Regions from separate parts of the Mus musculus genome. Here all the other regions are linked to region 1. A link is a contact called in public promoter capture Hi-C data. All regions are on one chromosome and are shown on one strand. Each heading gives the region's core, a stretch centred on a gene start, on an enhancer-like site or on the middle of the called end of the contact. The rest is flanking DNA. Distances are from core to core; before and after follow the strand shown. Region 1 holds the start of Mzt1 (mitotic spindle organizing protein 1). Region 2 holds the start of Cln5 (ceroid-lipofuscinosis, neuronal 5). Region 3 holds the start of Slain1 (SLAIN motif family, member 1). Region 4 holds the start of Fbxl3 (F-box and leucine-rich repeat protein 3).

Evidence for each region. Promoter capture Hi-C pulls out the DNA fragments that hold promoters and counts their contacts.
Region 2: a promoter capture Hi-C map of pre-B cells shows a contact between it and region 1. The contact joins the promoter of Cln5 here to the promoter of Mzt1 in region 1. A contact is called at or near these places in 1 of 39 promoter capture datasets (pre-B cells) and 1 of 484 Hi-C or Micro-C datasets (CD4 T cells).
Region 3: a promoter capture Hi-C map of pre-B cells shows a contact between it and region 1. The contact joins the promoter of Slain1 here to the promoter of Mzt1 in region 1. A contact is called at or near these places in 1 of 39 promoter capture datasets (pre-B cells) and 2 of 484 Hi-C or Micro-C datasets (both in CD4 T cells).
Region 4: a promoter capture Hi-C map of liver shows a contact between it and region 1, with 2.2 times the contacts expected there. The contact joins the promoter of Fbxl3 here to the promoter of Mzt1 in region 1. A contact is called at or near these places in 2 of 39 promoter capture datasets (liver and pre-B cells) and 1 of 484 Hi-C or Micro-C datasets (muscle stem cells).

Annotation. Positions count from the first base shown.
Region 1 is chr14:99,043,005-99,048,271 of GRCm38.p6, reverse strand. It overlaps Mzt1 (mitotic spindle organizing protein 1), which reads left to right and starts at 2,136. Exons shown (of 3, transcript NM_175245.4): 1 at 2,136-2,278. The coding sequence starts at 2,209. It overlaps Bora (bora, aurora kinase A activator), which reads right to left and starts at 1,895. Exons shown (of 12, transcript NM_175265.5): 1 at 1,592-1,895; 2 at 804-971. The coding sequence starts at 956.
Region 2 is chr14:103,068,590-103,073,454 of GRCm38.p6, reverse strand. Cln5 (ceroid-lipofuscinosis, neuronal 5) reads right to left here and starts at 3,239. Exons shown (of 4, transcript NM_001033242.1): 1 at 2,988-3,239; 2 at 1,656-1,821; 3 at 43-268. The coding sequence starts at 3,109.
Region 3 is chr14:103,648,037-103,653,363 of GRCm38.p6, reverse strand. Slain1 (SLAIN motif family, member 1) reads right to left here and starts at 3,136. Exons shown (of 7, transcript NM_198014.3): 1 at 2,456-3,136. The coding sequence starts at 3,009.
Region 4 is chr14:103,096,952-103,102,321 of GRCm38.p6, reverse strand. It overlaps Fbxl3 (F-box and leucine-rich repeat protein 3), which reads left to right and starts at 2,790. Exons shown (of 5, transcript NM_015822.3): 1 at 2,790-3,160.

The DNA.
Region 1 (5,267 bases), core at 887-3,386:
ACAGCTTTTCTAGGAAAGTGTGCTTAACAAATCAAAAGAGCCTTGCCAGTGTAGCAAAGTAAAAACAAGCAACCCTGATTTCCTGAAGAACACACTTCCTATGTTCCCTCCTTCTGGTTAATATTATTCATAGCACATGCGTTACAATTTTTTTTCTTCCGGTTTTTCGAGACAGGGTTTCTCTGTGTGGCCCTGGCTGTCCTGGAACTCACTTTTTGTAGACCAGGCTGGCCTTGAACTCAGAAATCCGCCTGCCTCTGCCTCCCGAGTGCTGGGATTAAAGGAGTGTGCCACCACACCCGGCTACGCATTACAATTTCAAAATTGCTCATTTTGCTGAGTTTTTTTTTTTTTTTTTTCCAACAGTGCAGGACTTTGCTCCCTTTTATAATAACCACAAGCTTTATTAGGGCTGAACGTTTTCAAATGGCTGGGCAAAAGGAAACAAAGGTATCACTATTTTATGACAGAAAAATAATAAGAAATTCACATTTCTGTGTCCATAATTCGTTACTAGAGCGTGGCATGTTTGTCTCCATATTGGTCTTGGCTGCTGTCTTTGGTCTGAGGTATATATGAGTAGCTCAGCTGTGACCAGCTAACTTGTAAAGCCTGTGTGCTGTTTCTGTGCTGGTGTGGGCAGTTCCTGGATGTCGACCTCCTGCATAAGAGCGCTCAGATCATGTCTGCTCAAAGAACCATTACAAGATTAGGTGCCATCTTCTTCTTGTATTTACACTTAAAATTATTTGTAGTTACTTTCACTTAAAATCACTTGTAAACACTAGGCAAGAGAAACTTACTGGTAGTTTTGTGGACTTAAAGATAGAAGGACTAGCAAGGGTTTGTTCATGGAGATTAGAATAATCACTGGGACTTTCAAAGGGATTTAAAACAGGGATCCTTCCTGGAGTTTCTGGTGTTATTTGCATTTTTAATTCGCTGACATCTCCCATAGCCCAGGAAGCAAACTAGAAAGAAATCAAAAGTACACATATTAAAATTACTGAATATCATAGATATTAATCCCGACAAAATACATTCAACATCTCACTCCAAATCGAATCCTCTTGGGGTTAAGTTTCTATGGTTTACAAAGGAGAATCAGCCCTGCACGTTTTCTCAGATGATCCGGAGCCGAGCCTTGGGAGCTGGGGAAGGTACGGCAATGCTCCTATCACTTTTTCAGAGGAAGCAACGCATGCACGGAAGTTATGCGGCATATATGAAGCAGCCAACCGGTTATGAGTGGGCTCTGGTCCAATCTGATTACACCAAAAATAAGTGCCTTTCCAACCAAACGACTTCTATTTATCGTTTTCCTTATTCATCATCTCAAGACAAAACCGTACGAACACCGTCCGGATACCCAAGTAATTCCACACAGAACTGCAATTTTTACTACTGGCACGTTAGTCCTCACTTGAACAGGGTGAGTGACAGGCTGGACCCAGGTGGGGATTTAAACTACTTTTCCTAAAGAGCACTCCCCCTCCGGGATCCAAAGGCACGCTGCATTCCTTCCAAAGAGGGTTACAGCCAGAAGGGAGATGGGGGCGGGGGTGAAGAAGAAGAAAAGAAAAGAATTTACTTTTGTAAGATCAAAGTTGAGCGGGCTCCCTCGGAAACAGCAGAGACGTCACTTCCAGCGACCATTCAGTGTCCAGGCGCCCTCTCTCTCTGCTCCCCTTCACACCTAGGCGAGCTCACAGGTACGTCTGGGGCCAGGAAACCAGAGCGGTCCACCTCGAAGCAGGAGTCCAGGCCTGGGGCCACGGAGAACGTACCTACACTCGTGGGCAACGTGGAAGTTCTAGCATCACCCTGCAGATGCCCACGCCAGGCGCCGACTCTTTAACTCCCTCCGTGCTCTCCGGCCAACCAGGGCGCGGGGCGGGGAGAGGTCACCGGCCAATCGCGTCCCACCGCCGTCCGCGAACCAGCCAATGGCGTCGAGGCGGCCGGGTGAATTCGAACGCTAACTCCTCGCTCTACGTTCCGCGCAAGGGAACGAGGCTCCAAATTCAAATCAACGCGGTCCGGCGTCGGCGCTCGGCGCTCGGCGCGAGGGGGCGTGGCCCGGGCGGCGGGGGCGTGGCCTGGGCGGTGCGAGCGCCGCCGCGCGGTGTGTGGGCGGGGCCGAGCGGCGGCGGGCGCTCCAGTTCCGGGTCAGGCCTTCTCCCACCGGGGCGGGGGCCTCTCCTCTCCATGGCGAGCGGTAGCGGCCCGGGCGCGGCGGCCTCGGCCAACCTGAACGCGGTGAGGGAGACCATGGACGGTGAGTGCGCGTCGTTCTCGTCTGACCGGGCCTGCGCTTCCCGGCGCCGAGCCCCCGGATGGAGGCGTCGTAGAGGGCCCCACGGTCCCCGCGTCGGCCTCGGCGGTATCCTGCGAGGGGACGGGGAAGGGGACCCGCCGCGACCTCGAAGCTGGCGGCCCCAGAGCTCCGGTCTTCCGCTGCGGCGGAGTTTGGCGCGCGCGGGGCGTTCCAGGCCTCGCGACCGCTGCCTGCGAGCCCATCCTGGGGCCACGCGACCCGCCAAGTGTCTGGCGCCTGCTCGTGTCTGGCGCGTGCTCGTGGCCTGGGGACCCGGGGCGAAAGGGGTCGTGGACCTTTTTGTCCACGCGGTGAGCTCAGTTCCGGGGCCCAGGCGTTTCAGTAACGGGTTATTTGTTTCCAGTGATTGAGCACCACTCCCCGTCACCATCTCCCACTCCTTAGATCGGGCGACACGGGTGACCGCGGTTGTGGGTGTGTCCGCGCCCGCTGCCTGATAGGTAGAGCGCACCCAGAGGTACAGAAATAAGTCTCAGAGTTCCCTTCTCTCTGCTATGGTTCTGCAGCTTTGTCCCTCTCGGACCCAACACTTAGAAAGTAACTATTATTCGTAAACAATAAAATAAAGTTGTAGCTCCGGGTATTTAAAATAAGACAGCCAGGTAAAGTGTGTGTCAAGTGATCGGTTTTATTTGCTTTTTCTTTTGCGTTAGCAAGCATCTTTCTTTGTCTTAATTTTACACGTTTCCATCTACGTGTGGTTCTACATGTCTGTTTTGGCAGTGGCTTTGATGGTTTCCAGAGGTTACCCCCTCAACATCTTTCTCAAAAGATAACCTTACGCTTTGCAGTGGTTTTCCCCACCTAATTGTTTGCCACATTGTTCTTTTTCTGTCTCCAGCCTGTCTTTTTTTTTTTTCTTTTTTCTTTCATCTTAGATGTTCCACGGCTTATTGTTTTGTAAAAATAAATGTATGTACACAAGGGTACCGTTGTGGTTTTTAGGTTGTGTTGTTCTGAGATAAGACTCTTGCCTGTGTAGCCTAGAGTGACCTCAAGTTCCTGAGCTTCTCTTTTTGCCTCTGGAGCGTCCATGGGGTGCTGGGTGCACCAGTGTGTGTTGTGAGTAGTGTCTGAAGAGAACTGGTTAAGTTGGTGGGCCTGCTGTGAGGGCTAAGGCTTTGCATCCCAACCTTTTGTGAGAGAACGTGTTGTAAAGTAAAAAGTACACAGTATAAAAACATTTAAGAAGTTTGTTTGCTTTTTTAACGAAGTAAGAGTATGTGTGAGGTTTTAGCCCATTTAAGTCATTGTAAAAGAACCAGCATGAAATTTTCAGTTTGGATCTTCCTTTGATAGCAGTTTTTCTTGAAGCTCAAATTTTTTTCTCCTTATCATTTTGCTCATTTCAGGTTACTAACAGTGACTTTAAGCTTTTCCTGTCAGTGGTTGCTAGGTTAGTGGGACTCACCTGTAAAGTGTTCTTTTCAATTTCGAGGGCAAGCAGGTATGTAACTTTGCACATGTTGTGGGAGGAATATGATTTTTCCCAGCCGTACACTCACAAACAAGACAAGGAAGTCTCTATCGATGGAAGAGAGGTTTTCCCTATACGACAGGAGCAGGAGGGAACCACGGTGGGGTTTTGAGGCTTTTGAGGAAGCGCATTGCTCTGCAGAAATGCACCATCTGCCATCCCAGGATGGAGAAGCACCCGCTGTGTGGGGAGCTAAGATGCTTCTATTAACCTTTGTCCTGAGAACTTGGGTCGGATTGAGAGGTGTCAAGGAGCTTGTGACCAGGAAGAGCTTCCCATCTGCATCCAAATGTCACAAAGTACAAAAGGAGAAAAGAGAAAGGCGTTATACGTAATGGTTATGAAATCTAATGGCGGCAGGATACCTGGTGAGCCCATGCCAAAGTGTCCCCCTGAGAAATCACACCATGCAGCAGATCTGGTATAAAGGGGGTTTGTTTGGGGGACAGGAGAGGAGTGAGGGCCTGGAGAAGGGGTAGTTGGACATATAAGCAGGCGCGCAGGTGGGAGTAGAGCCATGAGGACAGAGAAGCCGTAGCAGAGGACAGGAAAGGAGAAGGAGACGGCAAGAGAGAAACACAGAGTAAGAGAGACTGAAAACATAAGAGAACAGAGAGTGACTGGAGTGGAGCACAGTGCACAGAGCCTGAGTTAACACAGTCACCAGCCAGAGACCCAGATGGGAGGGGCACAAAACACCCACAGTAGTAGAGGAATACAACACCATGCTCCCTCCCACAGGGCTGGAGGACAATGCCATTTTACCAGCCTGGGTGGAAAACACAATTTGTGAAGCAATGGGTAGAGTCTGTGGGAGGTTCTTACCTTAGTAGCAGCATCAGTTGTTGGCTAAGGTGCTTTGATTCTGCCCAACTCATTTGAAGAGTTAGACCTGAAAGAATCTGTTATTGTGTAACTATATTTATTATAAGCTCAATAATATAGAAAAATAAAACATGTCTGTACTGGCTGGTTTTATGTGTCAACTTGACACAGGCTGGGGTTATCACAGAGAAAGGAGCTTCAGTTGGGGAAATGCCTCCATGAGATCCAGCTATAAGGCATTTTCTCAATTAGTGATCAAGGGGGAAAGGCCCCTTGTGGGTGGGACCATCTCTGGGCTGGCAGTCTTGGGTTCTGTAAGAGAGAAGGCTGAGCAAGCCAGGGGAAGCAAGCCAGTAAGAAACATCCCTCCATGGCCTCTGCATCAGCTCCTGCTTCCTGACCTGCCTGAGTTCCAGTCCTGACTTCCTTGGTGATGAACAGCAGTGTGGAAGTGTAAGCTGAATAAACCCTTTCCTCCCCAACTGCTTCTTGGTCATGATGTTTGTGCAGGAATAGAAACCCTGACTAAGACAATGTCCTTTCAAGTAAAATTTACAATATTTGGCTTATAATCACTAGGTATATAAAACAGGAAAATATGAGTTGTGATGAGAAAAATGCAAACCA
Region 2 (4,865 bases), core at 1,990-4,489, 4.0 Mb before region 1:
TCTTCCACTTGCTCACTGGTACCGTCATCAAACCCTACTTACCGGATATGGTTGCAACGACTGACAGTGTCCCGTTTTCCTTCCAGTGTTTATCATCTATTCCTTCAAAAAAGCAGGCTGCCCCTTGGTTACACCAGAAGGGAGCGCTCTTGTCAGGCCGGAGGTGGGGAAATGTACAGTTGCCCAGCTGGAAAAGTTCATACCACTCAATTGTGTAGTTCTTGCCTGTCAGTGTGCTCCTGAATCCCACGGCGTCATGCATAAGTTTCTGTGTAGGGATAACACGTGTGAAGTCGTCTGCGAGGTAACCGTAGGCCCAGGTCACCCACGGGAGAGAGTTTGCTGCCCCACAAATGCTCACCATGCACAACAACCGCTCAAAGGGGCTATACTTCTGTGTCACTATCCTGGTGGTGACACCATGGCCCCTCAAGCTGCAGGCACCCATCACTTTTGTCCTGGCAACTAGGGCTCATTTCAGCACACATGTGAGCTGTGTAAGGACACTTGAAATCCTCTCGAAGCTAAGGAATATGGCAAACATGAAAAGCCTTTGGGACTGTTCCAGAGTGTGCCTGCCTCCCAGAGTGATTCACTGAGCCGGGAAGGGGCCTACAGCAGAACTTGGAGATCAAGAAGTGATTCCTGTCTGTTGTGACCTTCTTCTCATTCCTAGAAGCTGAGTATGCAAGGAGGGTTGAGATTGTTGCAAGGTAACCCCTCCTGAGAACACATGGACTGTCCAAGCCAACAGAAAGTCTGTATTCACAGGCCAAAGGGCTAACCTGGGAAACTTGTCCAGGTGTGTAGCCATGAGCCTTACCAACCTTGGCTTTACACACACACACACACACACACACACACACACACACACACACACACGGTTCATACATTTAGACACTTTCCCAGAATTCTTTACCATGATAGACTGAGTCTTTGCTCTTGTCTCAGCCAGGGTTGGGGTCTACATGCTGAGCTTTTAGGTCAGAAGGCATCAGCTGTGCTAAGGTCTGGGCGCCCACTGCAAGACTCTTCACAGCAAAACAGATGAAGGGCAGGGCACATGCTCCTCATGGCAGCCTTTGCTCTGTGTTTGAGACAGTGGTATCCTGTACCCCAGCTTGACTCTGGAATGGTGATGCTCTTGCTAGGACCTTCCAAGTCCCAAGATTACAGTTGCACAGCTCCATGCCGATCCAGTGGTAACTAACTCTTCCTGACTCCCAACATAAAGGTGCTAGGAACTATATCACAGGCTGCAGAGATGGCTGAATGGGTAAGGGTGCTTGTTATGCAAGCATGAAGACCTGAGTTCAAATCCCCAGCACGCATGTCGTACCTAAAAGCCAGTCATTTCCACTTGTGTCTGTCATCCCAGTGTTGAGGGCAGGAGTTGTCTCACTGGCCAACCAGTTTAGACAAAAATGTATGCTTCAGGTTCAGTGAGGGACCCTGTCCTAAGGGAATGATATGATGAGTGACACCCAGCAGCCTCCAGCCACTTGATGCTTGTGAACAGGTGCACACACACACACATAACCCGCACATACAAAGTTATCAATTAATATGACCTAGTAACCATTTGACTACTCATTTAAGTCAAAGTAATAGCTGAATTACTTAAGTAAAGCTACAAGATCAAGATGCATTCTTACAAAGTGTCCCAGGAGGTCTCCATATTTAAATTCCCAAATCGGGGCTTGTAGTCGTAAGACCTCGATGACGTCATTGTCCTTCATAACTGGGATGGGCGAGCCGGTAGGACAGAAAGTATACTTAGCTTGACAGTAGGGATCTGTCTTCGGACGGAAAGAGAAGCGCCTGGTGAGAAAGAGAACCATCCTCAGAATTGCTCTTCTAACAATCTTAACACGGGGACAAAACCTGATCTAACTTACAGCTATATACCAGTTGTCAGGTGGGAATGTCAATCGGGGCTTCTTTAGAGTCAAAAGACCAGTCAGCCTCCGTCTCCTGGTATTAGATAAAATACTTTGAGATTTACAATCTCTTTCTTGTTTTATTGGGTATTTAAGGTTTTTTTTTTCTTGTGAATATTTTCATGAAAACCAACCTCAACCCTAAACTTTTTTTTCTCTCATATATATTTAGAAGAACCAATTCATGAACAGAACACATGAATATTTAAGTTTGGCAACTGCTGGTTTTCACCAGAAATGCGAGGGCTACTATCATTTCCTGTTTTCTGTCCAGGGTATGTGAGCATGAAGATTCTGAGTTAAATTCCCTAAGACCGCACAGAGGATGAGCAAATGGGACCAGATTTGGTCTGCAGCCTTCAGAACTAAGAACTCCTTAGAGGAACATGCATCATGCCATGAACCCCCCCGCCCCTCATTCTGTTATGCAAAACATATGCTTTCAAAAGCTGCATCTCTTTCCACTTCACTATGCCCACGCCAGCCACCACTCCACCCACCCCTGTCCCCCGCAACCCCGAAGACCGAGCGCTTCTTGTTTCGCAATTCCCCACAGGCTGTCAAAACTTAGCTAAGTCAAAGACTGCGATCACCTCCTCAGGTCCGGAGCCCTACCTACCCTCCAGGTTGAAGTGGACCAACAAGGTGATCCTGACTAGCCTAGGGAGGAAATTCCCCGGGTCAGTCAGCTAAATTCCCCATTTAGCTCAGTAAGGACACAGGGGAGCAAGCAGGCTCCCTGTAAATTCTCCCCAAATGTTATGCAATGGCAGCTAACGATAAGGCATGAAATAATTGCAGTGTTTAAAACATTTTAACCTGCTCTCCAAGTCAGTAGCACCTAAAAGTCACTCCGTGCAGTGATGTCACTCTCCATTCCTCCCAGGACTCTGAACTGCCCAGAACCGGTGAGGATCCCCGAGTTGCCAACTATTTAGGAACTATGCTCTTAGTGTCGCCCGCCCTGTGCCCTGCGTCCCCGGGCGCGCTAAGGTATCGGATCCGCCCTCTCCAAGTCCCCTCCCCGCCCCGCTCCGTCTCACTCACTTGTAGGGCACCGGCCAGCGTTGCCCAGACGTCGGGGACGCGCCCAGAATCGTCGCCAGCCCGAGCAGCGCCAGCGCGAGCGCCGGGCGCCAGTGCGCTCCACATGGCCCCCCGCGCAGCATCCGCGGCTCCCTGAGATCCCGGAGGCTCCGGGGCCCCGGCGTCGGCCTTGCGTGCGCGCCGCCGCGAGGAGCCAGCCAAGCACCAGCGCCGGCTTGGCCGTGTGACCTCCGGGCGCGTGACGCCTCCCCTGTCCCGGCCGGGGCGGGGCGCCTCTGTTCCAGCGCGCGTGCGCTGGACGCTAAAAAGCCCTGTCCTCCCGGAAGGGTGAGACTGGTACTGCAAAACTCACTCCAGCCTGGTGGATGTGTGCTATGCCTCTAGCGCAAAGGTGCTTTCTGCCCTCCCCGCAGCCATCACCAGCCAAACCGTAACAACAATAAAACACTTATGAACTTTCTTGACCCACATGGCCCAGGCCAGTCTCCAACACAAATCTTCTGCTTGGAGACACTGGGTGCTCAGCGGAATTAAAAAATGAGGACATTACAGGAAATGATTGCCCTCTCCTGGCCTCTCTGAGAATGTTGCAAAGATCAGCAATGACAATATGCTTTCCGTGCTGCCATCGGCATCACCAGACTTGGACTGCTCTGCTCCGGTTCTGTCCTCTGCCACACTTAGTATTATCCGTGACTCTTCAAAGCTTAAGACCGACCAATAGAGCTAGGTTTAATCCATTTATCCTCCGGTCCTCCTTTGTCCAGTAAGTGTAAGATTGCTAAGAGCATCACGCCATACGGAATCAGGCTGTTCAGGCCACTGCACTGAGTGATGGCAACCAAGATCACTCACGTACGCTGGAGATGAGACTGGAACAGGCAGTATTTTGGAGATCTCCTAGCAAACCCACTATGTGTATGCACATAGGAGCTGCATGAGGTCTGAACTACAAAGCGAACACGGGATCCTTTTTGCTTGCCAACTCTGAAGCTCAAGAAGAGATAGAAATGTCAGATCCAGAAACCCTTTATCAAAAGTTTTGGACCTATCTGGGTTGTAGTGTGAGGCTGATATTCTCAGAGATTCCTCTGCCAAAGGTTCTAGCTGTTTCGTCCTTGCTGATGTATTTTCCAAAAGGAAAAAAAAAAAAATTAAGTCTGTAAATTTTAGGAGACAAAGTTTCTCAGGGAATGAAAAAAACAGGGTGTCATCATGATACTTTAACGTGTCCTAGCAGGTGATGGCTGGCTTTCTCTTTTTGACTTCAGGATGATAACTAGCCAGGCAAACGTGTTAAGTTCAAGCTCATCTTTGCTTTCTTATTTATAACTCTGTGAACTAAATAAATCACTATTCTGAGAAGGGTTTCCAGGTTGCTAAAGGTTCTGTCAAACACGACATGCTTTTTTGCTTCGGACACACCAATTTTCTAACCACATTTTAATGAAAGAGTAATGATATTTTAACTAGGTTTGTAGGCCTTAGATATACTCACCTGCTTTATAGGTGCTTAACTGCCCTAAACAAATACATCAACTGTATTGTAGCCTCTAATTTCAGATTTTTCTTAACAGTTTTTCTTGCCTATCACAGCATAATGTCAAAGATGCTACAATAGGTCAAAGGTGAGTTTAAAGGTTCAATTTAGGGTTGAATTTAGTAAAGTTAGAAATTGTAATAGTCACTCATGAGGAGAATCGATGGGGGCATCTGTTTTATTTTTTAATTATGTATGTATGTATGTATGTATGTATGTATGTATGTATATATGTATTATTTATGTAGCTGTCTTCAGACACACGAGAAGAGGGCATCAGATCCTATTCCAGATGGTTGTGAGCCACCATGTGGTTGCTGGGAATCGAACTCAGGGCC
Region 3 (5,327 bases), core at 1,887-4,386, 4.6 Mb before region 1:
TTCAATTCAGAGTCACTTCAGAGCACAGTAAGGACTAACATGCTGACCTATTAAATAGCACTTTTTAAGACTCATTGCAATGCTTTTTTTTTTCTTTTTTTGATGTTTTAAGTAAAAAGATTAAAAGATAGACAACAATATACTTGGATAGTTGGATAACTGTGACAAACTATATTTGGCATATATGTGCTATTATTAACCGGATAAACAGCAATGCTGTAATAAATCTGAAAGCCAATCATGGTGGCTCATGCCTGAAATCCCAGCAGTCAGAAAGCTAAGAGGTAAGACACAGACTTCAGGACCAGCCTGGGCTACAGTGTGAGACCTTCTCTCAGGAAGACAAAATAATAACAACAACAGCAATGATAATAATACTAAATTTTTAAATATGCCATATTTAAAGGGATTGCGCCTTTGTATTTCTATCAGATTAGAAACCAACTTCTCCCCGTTGTTTGTATAAATCATCATTTAAAAATCAAAAACTCAACTGATTTGAAATTAGCATAGGGTTGACAGGCGTGAGTGAAACACAAAAGCCACTGCAAGACCATTTTCCAATACTATACTCAGGCGGGACTATACTTAGGCTGTACCCCCACCCAAGCGTGTTGTTTAGAAAGAATGGCTTAAAGTTCCAGGAAGTGTTGAGCTGTTAGACTTGCACACCATAGGATCCCTGTACAGTTCCTAAAATCAAAGCTGAAGGCAGATGATACATGTGCCCACAAAAAAGTCTATTATAGATTTATGTTATTAATTTTCAAAATCAGAGCAACTGGCAATGAAAGTTTACAGGTAGGTGCCATGTAGGGTATCGATGCAAAAGGAAGACTGTAGTTCCCAATAGCAAAACAATAAGATTCCCCACTTCCCATTTCCCTTCTATACAATCAGTAACAAGAGTACAAAATGAAAAAAATAATAAATAAAAATCTGATTTTCTTAAATAACAGGCAAAAGGATGCAACTCTTCATCCTACTGTTACCCCGATGTGAACACTGCTCAACCTCCTTGCATGAACCCACACTCCACTTTATCTAACCACTCCTGGGGTATGCCTACACGCCTAGAGGATGTCTAGCGACCAAGCAAGCGATTCCTAACAGAAGATACTCCAAGGCCAAGCCTTCCATGAGCAAGCAGCAGGGGCTTAGGCACCTGTCTCCTCAAAAAAGTACTCATTCATGAGCAGAAACACACAGCTAACCAGAGTCCATTGAATAGACACGTCCAGTTTCCACCATCCTTACAATCAACCCTAAAAGTTTCTAAAACTAGATAATAAAGTGTCTCTAATAGTGCCATCCTCTGGTTAAAATTGCTGTGATTAAACACCAGGACCCACACACACAGCAACTTGGGGAGGGGGGGGGGGAAAGACGACAAGGGAGGACTTATTTAGCTTACACTTCCACACCACAGTTCATCATTAAAGGAAGTCAGGACAGGAACTCATACAAGACAAGAACTCAAACAAGGCAGGAATCTGGAGGCAAGTGCTAAATGAGAGACCATGGAGGGGTGCTAGTTACTGGGTTGCACCCCAGGACTTGCTCAACCTGCTTCCTTATTTAACCTCAGGACCACCAGCCTAGGGATGGCAACACCCACAATGGGCTGGGCCCTCCAATATCAACCATTAAGAATGTTCTACGGGCTTACCTACAGTCTGATCTTGTGGAGGCATTATTGAGGTTCCCGCCTCTCTGATGACTCTAGCCTGTGTCAAATTAACATAAAACTACCTACTTTTTCTTCAATGTGGTTTCATTTCTAAATTAATGAAAATTCCTCTTAAGTTCAATTTTTTTAAAAGAACGTAGCGCCTCCATCTGCCCCCTCCAGTCCTTAAAAAAACCTTTGCCTCTGACGTACCAGGATGGCACACCTTTAATAATCAAATCGGTATCTGAAAGGTTATCTATGAAAATACAGAGAGATGGCATATATAACTACACAACTCAACTGCAATAGCAGATGTCTGAGAAGAGGCTCATCACTAGGCGGCTTCCGATGTGACCAAAGGGGGGCTGCACACCAATCCTGTGCAGCGTTCGTTTGTAAGGAAAGAACGGTAAGCAGTGGAGGAGAGCAGAAGACAAGCACCTTCACCACACACACACACACACACACACACACACACACACACACAGAGAGAGAGAGAGAGAGAAGAGAGCAGGGCTGAGCGACAAGATGACATGAGTTGTGCATTTAAGGCTAACGAGGCGCTTGGGACCCCGTAATCAGCAAAGAGCAAAGCACGGGGCAGATGGCAGTCCCCAGTCGGACCAATAGGCACAATGCTAAAACAGGTTTCTGCCTCCATGCAAAGCTTCTGCTCAGGGCTTGGCACCTGCTAGGCCTCTGGGTCCCCTGCCTCCCACGCCCCGCCCCCGCGTGCTGGGCCTCCCAACTCCGGGGGGAGGGGGCGGCGGAGCTCGGCTATACCAGGTGTAGTCGTCCTCCTCGCTCCAGGCGGCCAAGCTCTCCAGGTCCAGCGGCTCCACCTCGTCCAGCAGCGTTGGAGGCGGCAACGGCGGCGTGGCGGCTTCCCCCGGCGGGGTCCCTGCGGTCCCCGGTTCCGGGCTGCCACCTCCGCCGAAGAAGCCCGCCGCCGGCTTGGAGTAGACGAAGGGCGCGTCAGCCGGCTGCAGGCTGCAGAGCAGGGAGGGCGCGGGGCTGGGCAAGCAGTAGGTGCCCGGGAACGCGGGGCCCAGCGCCCCCGGGCCCGGGGAGGTCGTGCTGGCCGGGGCCCTGTGCGTGGCGAGCGGGCTGCAGGCCCCGGCTGGCGGCGGGGCGGAGGGCGGCGGCGGCTGCAGCAGCAGCAGGTGCGGGGCGGCGGCCGCACTGGCCGCCCGGCTGCGCAGCTGCTCGTTCTGCTTCTCCAGCTTGCGCACCAGCTCCTGCAGCTTCTTCACCTCCAGCTCGGCGTTCACCACCGGCCCCGGGCCGGCGCCGGAGGCCGCCACCGGCGAGGCGCATTTCACCTGCTCCGCCATCATCGCGGGAGCCCCGAGCGCCGCGGCGAGGAGGCTACGCGGGCCCAGCTCGCGCAGCCTACCAGCATCAGCACCAGGGCCCAGCCTCCGGCCGAGGAAGAAGCAGCCGCGCAGCTCTGCACCGTGCTCTGCTCTAGCGGCTCCGGGTTTTAGCCGAGGCCCCGGGACGGGGCGGGGCGCGAGGGGCGGAGCTTCTGGTGATGGATGTGTCGTGGGGGCGGGACCTGCGGCGGGGACCCTCCCTGGGCATCCGTCTGCACCCACACCACCTAACCTCAGGTGCCTGATTGGACCTGGCCTGAACTTCCCGCCGCTCGCACTTCTTCCGCTTTGGGCGAGAGAACCCCACTTCTAGGACTACAGCCAGGGGCGGGATCTAAAGAAGTAGCAGGTGTCTGTGGCAGGGGAAAAACGTACCCAGGGCCAATGGCTAGCCCTCTTACAAGAGCACTTTTAGACTTCAGGGTATTGCCACCTGCTAATGAAACCTCGTGAAAAAAGGTCTGGGGAACATGATGCTCACCCCCCCCCCAAAAAAGCAACAACAGATGCTTTGGGTCTGTTTGAAAAGATGCGGCTAAGGGTAGTATTAAGTAGCACAGAAACAAAATGGTGGGATAGGAGAGAATAAGGAGGGAAAGTGAGAAATCCCAGTCTCTATGAGGGAGGATGGCCAGCTGCTGAAGAGTCAGGCGTTCACTTCAGTCTATCTAAAATAGCCATATATGAACTATCCCCACCAGTCTTTCACCATGAAAGGAGAGTTGGGTTTTCATGCTCTTTTATATTAGACAAAAGATCTTTGAGCATCTCCTGCATGCTCCACTGTGTTCTAAACGCTGGCTTTTTGAGCAAGTGAACAACAGGCATCAGTGATTGCAAATACAAGCAAAATTGTGCACCATCTGTTAAATCATTTACACTATTAAAGTCACACGTGCCTGAGCGAAAAGAGGAAAGGTATAACATTCCCTGCTTTTTTGTTGTTTGTTGGTTTGCTTGTTTGGTTTTTTTTTTTTTTTTGGGGGGGGGGATTCTTGGAAACCATGCTTTTTATTTTTTCAACAAAAATGCTTTTACGCAGATGAACCGATCGTTTTGTTCAGTTAATGTTGACTTAGCATTTTGTGGGTTTAACACAAAGGAAAGCCTGCCGTTATAGTGCGAGAACAATCCACACCGCTGATTTTCATCCTCAGACGGTGTACTAGCTTGTGAAGGGCCTCGCTCAGGCACTGTACACATGACGTCAATGAAAACATACCGCACATCTCTGTGGCAGCGCTAGGATGTTGCCTCTAATCTTTTAAAATTTGATCCTGTGCCTTGCTGCTCAGAAACACTTGTGTCTTCTCACTTGGCAAGCTACAGCTCTAAACTTGGGTGTATGTGCAAAGGTGGGTGTCCTGAATTTAACTCGGCTGGAGAGAGCTTCTGGAAGTTAGTGTATGCTAACTTCCCTGAAGTTACCTTCCACACAGAGCCCCGCTGGCCATCTGACCCCAACCACCTGTATCTCCCACCACCTTTCCAAGTTTCCTTTTTTTGGGCCTGTTGGTTATTACTAAAACCTGGAGAAGTGGAGTACTACTGCTGAAACTCCTAAGTGAAGAATCTATTGAAAGATTTTCCCCGCATGCTCAGTGGCAGATGCGGGCAGCAGTATCCCTGAAACACAAAGAAAGGGAGAGGACAGGCACAAAGAGAACAAAGAGCTGCTGAGTGCCACATCAGTGAAAGAAATTAGGGATCAGCACATAACAGTTTAAACAACAAGAGTTAACAAGTAAAGAGAAGCAGTCATTTCTACTACAGCATTCATATACTCTAAAGAAGCAGAGAACTAAGCACTCATCCCCTCCTGCATTTGCTCTTTCTGATCTACACTGTAGAACTATTTTTTAAGTAACAATTATTGTAAAAATTTGTGACTGTTTACAAAAAGAAAAAAAAAAAGCATACCTGAGCATTTAAGCCCCAGAAAATATAGGAAGCACTGTTTGGGGTTGCAGCAGGCATGGTCTCTCCTTGCTTTTAAAAAGCAAAATAATTTCTGCTCAAGAGAAATGTTAGGGTTTTTTTTTTTCCCTGTGAAAGCTCTTTTCTTCCCTTCAGAGAGCTGTGCATGTGTGCGTGCTAATGGCACTCAAAATGCACACTGATTTTAAGTTGGTATCCCCAGGGTGCCCATCTCCTTAACACATAATTGAAGAGGTTGGTAGTGTCAAGGTTTTAATTAAGCAGTCTTAGTTTTTTTTATTTTGATGCAAATTTCAAGCTGTGTTCTCTGAAATCAAGTGCATAGGTAGTGTCTCAATTTA
Region 4 (5,370 bases), core at 1,541-4,040, 4.1 Mb before region 1:
TTTGTGCTAAGGCTAGGAGGGCGCACAAGGATGCCCTTCCCAACTTTGCGGCTCTTCATCTTTGTAATGTATTGCTTGCAAATGGGAGGATATGGACTTTGAAATGAGGTTAGGGTGGGTTAACTAGTGTGGTCAACGTCAACAGAAGGGTCCCAGTTGGGGAAAGAAGAAGCAACCAGGTTCTGATAGGGAATACAAGTGTGTGTGTGTGTGGGGGGGGGGGTGAGGGTAAGAAGAAAGGAAGGGTGGGAGGGAGAGAAGAAGGGTGGGATAGAGGGAGGGAGAAGGCACACACAGGACTCAGTGATGATCCACTGTTGGCCTTAAACATGTAAGAACAAGTCAAGCATGAAGAACCTAGACGCCCTGGAAAAGCAGCTGAACAGGTTCCCCTCTTCACATCCCAAAGGCCGTGGCCAGCTGACACCTTGATTTTAGCCCGTTTTGGATATTTTATGTCCAGAATTGCACAAATACTTTTTTCCCTTTTTTACTATTTTAAGCCACTAAGCCTCTGGTTATTTTACAATGGGCTTCATTCACATCCTTGACATGTTTTGGGCTTCCCTAAGCCTGTGAACTAGTTAGTAACCCTTTACCAACTGAGTCTCACAGAGAAAAACAGAAAATAGCCCAGTGATTGATTTTTTTTTTTTTGTATTGCTTACATGTAGAAATACTACTTTGGATGTATTGGATTACGTAAATAAAATGGATGTTGTCCCCTTTATGTGGGTCTGTGCATGTGAGAGAGAGCAGATGCGCTCCAATCCCCTGGAGCTGGAATGACAGGCAGTTGTGAGTGGCCCATTGAGGGGGGGTGAAAACTGGTGTGTCCTCCTGACCAATGAGCCAACTCTCCAGCCACCCTTTAACTTTGTGTGTGTGTCCCTTGTGCTCTCCAGATGAGGTCAGAGGGAGTCAGTTCTCCACATTCACCTTGGTTTCCAGAGATAAAACTCAGGTCAAGAGATTGAACAGCAAGTAGCTTTGCCAGCTGAGCCTTGTCACCAACTGACCTTTAACTTTTAATGTGGAGCTACAAACCTAAATTGCACGAGTACCTTGCATAGATTCCTAATGAACAGTGCTCACCTCGACTCTTATTCTCAGTAGTTGTTCTCATTTATTTGACATTTTAAAATCATTAATACAGAAGATTACACCTCCTAAGGTATAATGTGTGATATTCTGATTAGTGTATTCAGTTTAAATGTTTAATATTTTGTGTGTATCAGTGTTTGCCTGCACGTATGTCTGTGCTCCACTTTCAAGGACCAATCAGATCTCCGGGGACTGGAGTTATGAATGGCTGTGAACCACGTGGGAGCTGGAATTCTCTACAAAATCACCAAGCGCTCTTAACTGCAGAGCAGTGCTCCAGCCCCTTCAGTTCATATACACAACGTCTAATGTTTAAATCGGGTTAGTCATTCTAACTCCTCAGACATATTTTTTTCTGGTTAAAAAGATTAAAACTCCTTTCTTCTAGTTTGTTTAAATGTACATTATATGGTGACGGTCTTAAGTGTGTGACAGAACCTGTTCTCATGACTTCATCTTTTAAAAAATATAATAATTTACTCTGGGCTAGAGAGACAGCTTAGCAGTTAAGAGTGCTTGCTGTTCTTCCAGCTGATCTGAGTTCAGTTCCCAGCGCTCAGGATGAGTGGCTCACATCTGCCTGTAAATAACTCCAGCTCCAAGGAATCCAACATCCACTCCAGACACCACGGGCACTGCACTCAAATGCGCGCGCCGCGCGCACACGCGCACACTCACACCTACAACAAAACGAAAAGCTTATAAAATTAATAGTAAATTAAAAACAAGTACATAAAAGCATTTTAAAGTTCAGCATGTTTTTGTTCCGTGTGGTGGCACATTTCTTCAATCTCAGCATTGAGCAGGCTGAGGTTGGTGGATCTCAGAGTTCCAAGCCAGCCTGATCTACAAAATGAAAATCAGTATAAAGAAAACTGAGGAGGGTAGGAAACGAAAGAGAGAGAAGAGATCTTTACTTTGGAGAAATAACACAGAAAAAGCAGAAGGCATGGTATACAGCTAACCTTAAGATTTTCTGGGGACTTTTCTTATTTTAGGAAAAACTCAGTATCTCCAAGTCCAAACTTAAAAAAAAAAAAGTCAAATATTTGATAGCATTTAAAAGACTCCTTGACTTACAAAACGCTCCACCACCCGGGAGCGAGGAGTGGGGGTTGTCTTTTTTTAATTAGCCATCTGCTTCTTCACACTTTACGTGTTTCTGAAAAGAAATCTCAGACTTGGGGGTTCTGTTTCATAAGTAAATGTGATTTTGAAAAAGTTATGACTCATTAAAAAAAAGCCTTGGAAAAATGGAAATGCAAATATTGTCTTAAGAAACCCGTAGTGATCGCAACGTCCACCACGTTGATTTATTTATTCTTTTTCTAGGTACAGACAGCAACCTCAGAGGCTCCCTTGGCCGCGCCCTCCTCGCGGAGGTGGGTCGCTGTCAGGTGATGTTTACGTCCGGTAGGGGTGCGTCCCGCCCTGCAGACACTCCCTCCGCCTTTGGCGTCGGCTCCCCCGCCCTAAACTTTCCGGTTTTAACCCTGGGAAAGGCCAGCCACGTCTGGCGAACACCAACCCGCCCACATTCCGCCCCTAAACAAACTTGGCCAGGGACAGCCCGGGAGGCTGGAGCCGCCTCGGTGCGCGCGCCCGGCCAGCCCCTTCGGCCGCGCGCCCGCCCCCTCGGGCGGGGACGCGCAGGGGCAAGCGCGCGGCCGCGAACTGCGGGCGCCATTTTGGATTCCCTAACTGGGCCGAAGCTTCGGGCTCGCTGCTGTCGATCGCTGCTCGCCTAGGGCGTCTCGGGCGGGCGACGAGGAGGTGCCGGGGCGAAGGACACAGACCGCGCGGGACAGAGAAGGGACGCGACGCTCTCCTCCCCACACACCGGGGCAGCCGGAGCCGCAAAGGTGGAGCCGCGTCGGCGCCCGCCGCGGGACCAGCGTCTCGGATGCGGGCGGAGCGCGGGGGGCCGCGACGGCGGGAGCTCGGAGACGGGGCCCCGGGAGGCCTCATGTGAGAGGCGCGGGAGCCGCCGCCGCCGCTGCCGCCGTCGTCCGCGCGGCCCGGGGTGCTGTGTGGGGGAAGCCGCCCCCGGCAGCAGGTACGGCGGAGGTTCGGGGCCGCAGCCCGGAGTCGGGCGGGGAGGTCGGCGGCGGCGGCCGGGGGCGCGCGCGGGGCGCGACGGGAACAACGCCCCGCCCCGCCGCGCCCGGGCCTCGGTGTCTGTCAACAAGGCGTGGCCGGCGCGGCGCGCGCTCGGTGGCCGCGCGTGGCGGGGCAGCGAGGAGGACGGGCTCCTCCGGGCTCGCCCTGGGCGGCGCGGGTGCAGGCGGCTGGAAAGCCCGGGGGCCTGGGCGGTCAGTGTGTGCGGAAGCCGGGCCGGGGAGGCGCACGGTGGAAAACTTGGTGAACTTAGGGGCAGCCGCCCGGGTCGCGTGCTGCAGACCACCACCCGGAAGCCGCCCGGGCAGGGCATCGCCGAGCCGCGTGCGAGGTGAGAGCGGGCGGCGGTTTTGTTGGTAATGGTGCCTATCCCACTTGCCCAGATGTTTGTATCTTTTGCTTACACCAAAAGGCGAATTTAAAAAAAAAATGTCCCTGTAGATGTTAAAATGTCTGTAACCCGCCCCGTGTTACCTGTGTGCCGGCTCCCGGTTGTGTCTTGTCTGTGTGTCCAGTCCCAGTTCATCTATATCCACTGTGCTCTCACCATTCTGAGAGTTAATCTTTTTCGTATTGTTCCATTCTTGTATTTCAGCCAAAGAATGTGTGTTAGGTTTCCTTCTATGAAAAACAAAACAAAAGGGCATATGCAAATGTAATGCCAGAACGGGACTTTTAAACCTAAAGTACAAATTTTTTAAAAAATATTTTTTGCATGTCCAGAATATGTAAATGTTTAAAGACAGTAAGGGAAGTTTGGCTCTTGGTTTCAGTTTAAGGAAATGTTTGATTAGCTCACTAATTCTTGGTGATGCTCAAGTTACTGGGTGTCCCTCATTAGTTGCATCTTGGACACTTGATGTAAACACTAGCTAAAGTTGTTGCCACCATACTTTCTCTGGGTTCTTGAAACACTGCAATAAATCAAAACTGCTGGAGCCCAGTTTTCTGTGCTTAGGAAATCGCATTGATATTTAGTGTCCTGTTTTATACACCACACTCTTCCTGTTCAGCTATAAAGGGCACTTTGACTTCCACTAGAAGCAGTATAAAACCCATTACTCTAAACTAGTTGTGTACTAGTGAATGCACCGAATTGTTCTTTATGCAGCAGAGCTTCATGTGCAGATAGTTAAAATAAAAGCATTGGAAATTTCGAATTAAAAAGGCCAACAAGGAAAAGCAATATTTAAAATGTTATTAGCTATTTATTCACTAGTTAATTTTACACCTAATAGTACATAGCACATTTTAACCTTTGGTCCATTAGTTTTCCATTAAGAGTGACATTAATTTCATAATGCTTATGATAGTCCATAGACTTTCTTAGCTATTCATAAAGTAATAAGTACTAATATATACTTTGATGATCCATGTGTTCAGTTTATATTTAGATCAAGTGTAACCGTGTACTTGATCTTCCTTAGCGTTGGTGACTTTACATTGCCTTCCCAACTTAAAGGGGGATTGAAATACCCTTTATTTAGATGGGACTGTGTTGGAAGGCAGAAGCAGTGGATCTCTGATTCCCAGGCTGGCCAGGCTCACATAGAGAGCCTGTCTCACATAAAAATTGTATAAACTTAGGGTCAGCAGAGTGTCCTTAGAGTGTTGTCAGAAAGGCTGCTGTCCTCGTTTTGGTTTTGAATCTGTACACTTGACTGTAAAATGAAGTGTTTAATCTTTATGGTCTGGCTTTAGAAGATTTCGCCAGATACAGCAGAGCATCCTGGCAGGAGGTCTGGAAGTAGGAAGACTTTGTCATTCTTTTTTGAATCTCTATCTCAGAATTCTGAGTAGTTTCTGCCAGTAAGAAAGTTTGAGTCCTAAGTAGCAGACTCTTCGTTCTTTGACCCAAATTGAAATGCTAAAATTAAAGTTAAGCCTTCAGGATAAGTTAAAGTTGGAAAATGGGTCATAATGACACGCTTACCCATAGAAGGACTTTTTATTTTAATTTAATGTCAGTGTTGATCATTCTAACTTTGAACACACATAAAAATCTATTCATAGATTCATAAGTTTGAATGTTCCATAAAGCCATCTTGTCATCTGTTATTTTGTTTTCTGAATTCTGCTTTTCCTGGAGACTATGCCCTTTTGTGTGTGTGCATACAGTCAGATGCAGGAACAACAAAGGAGACAGTT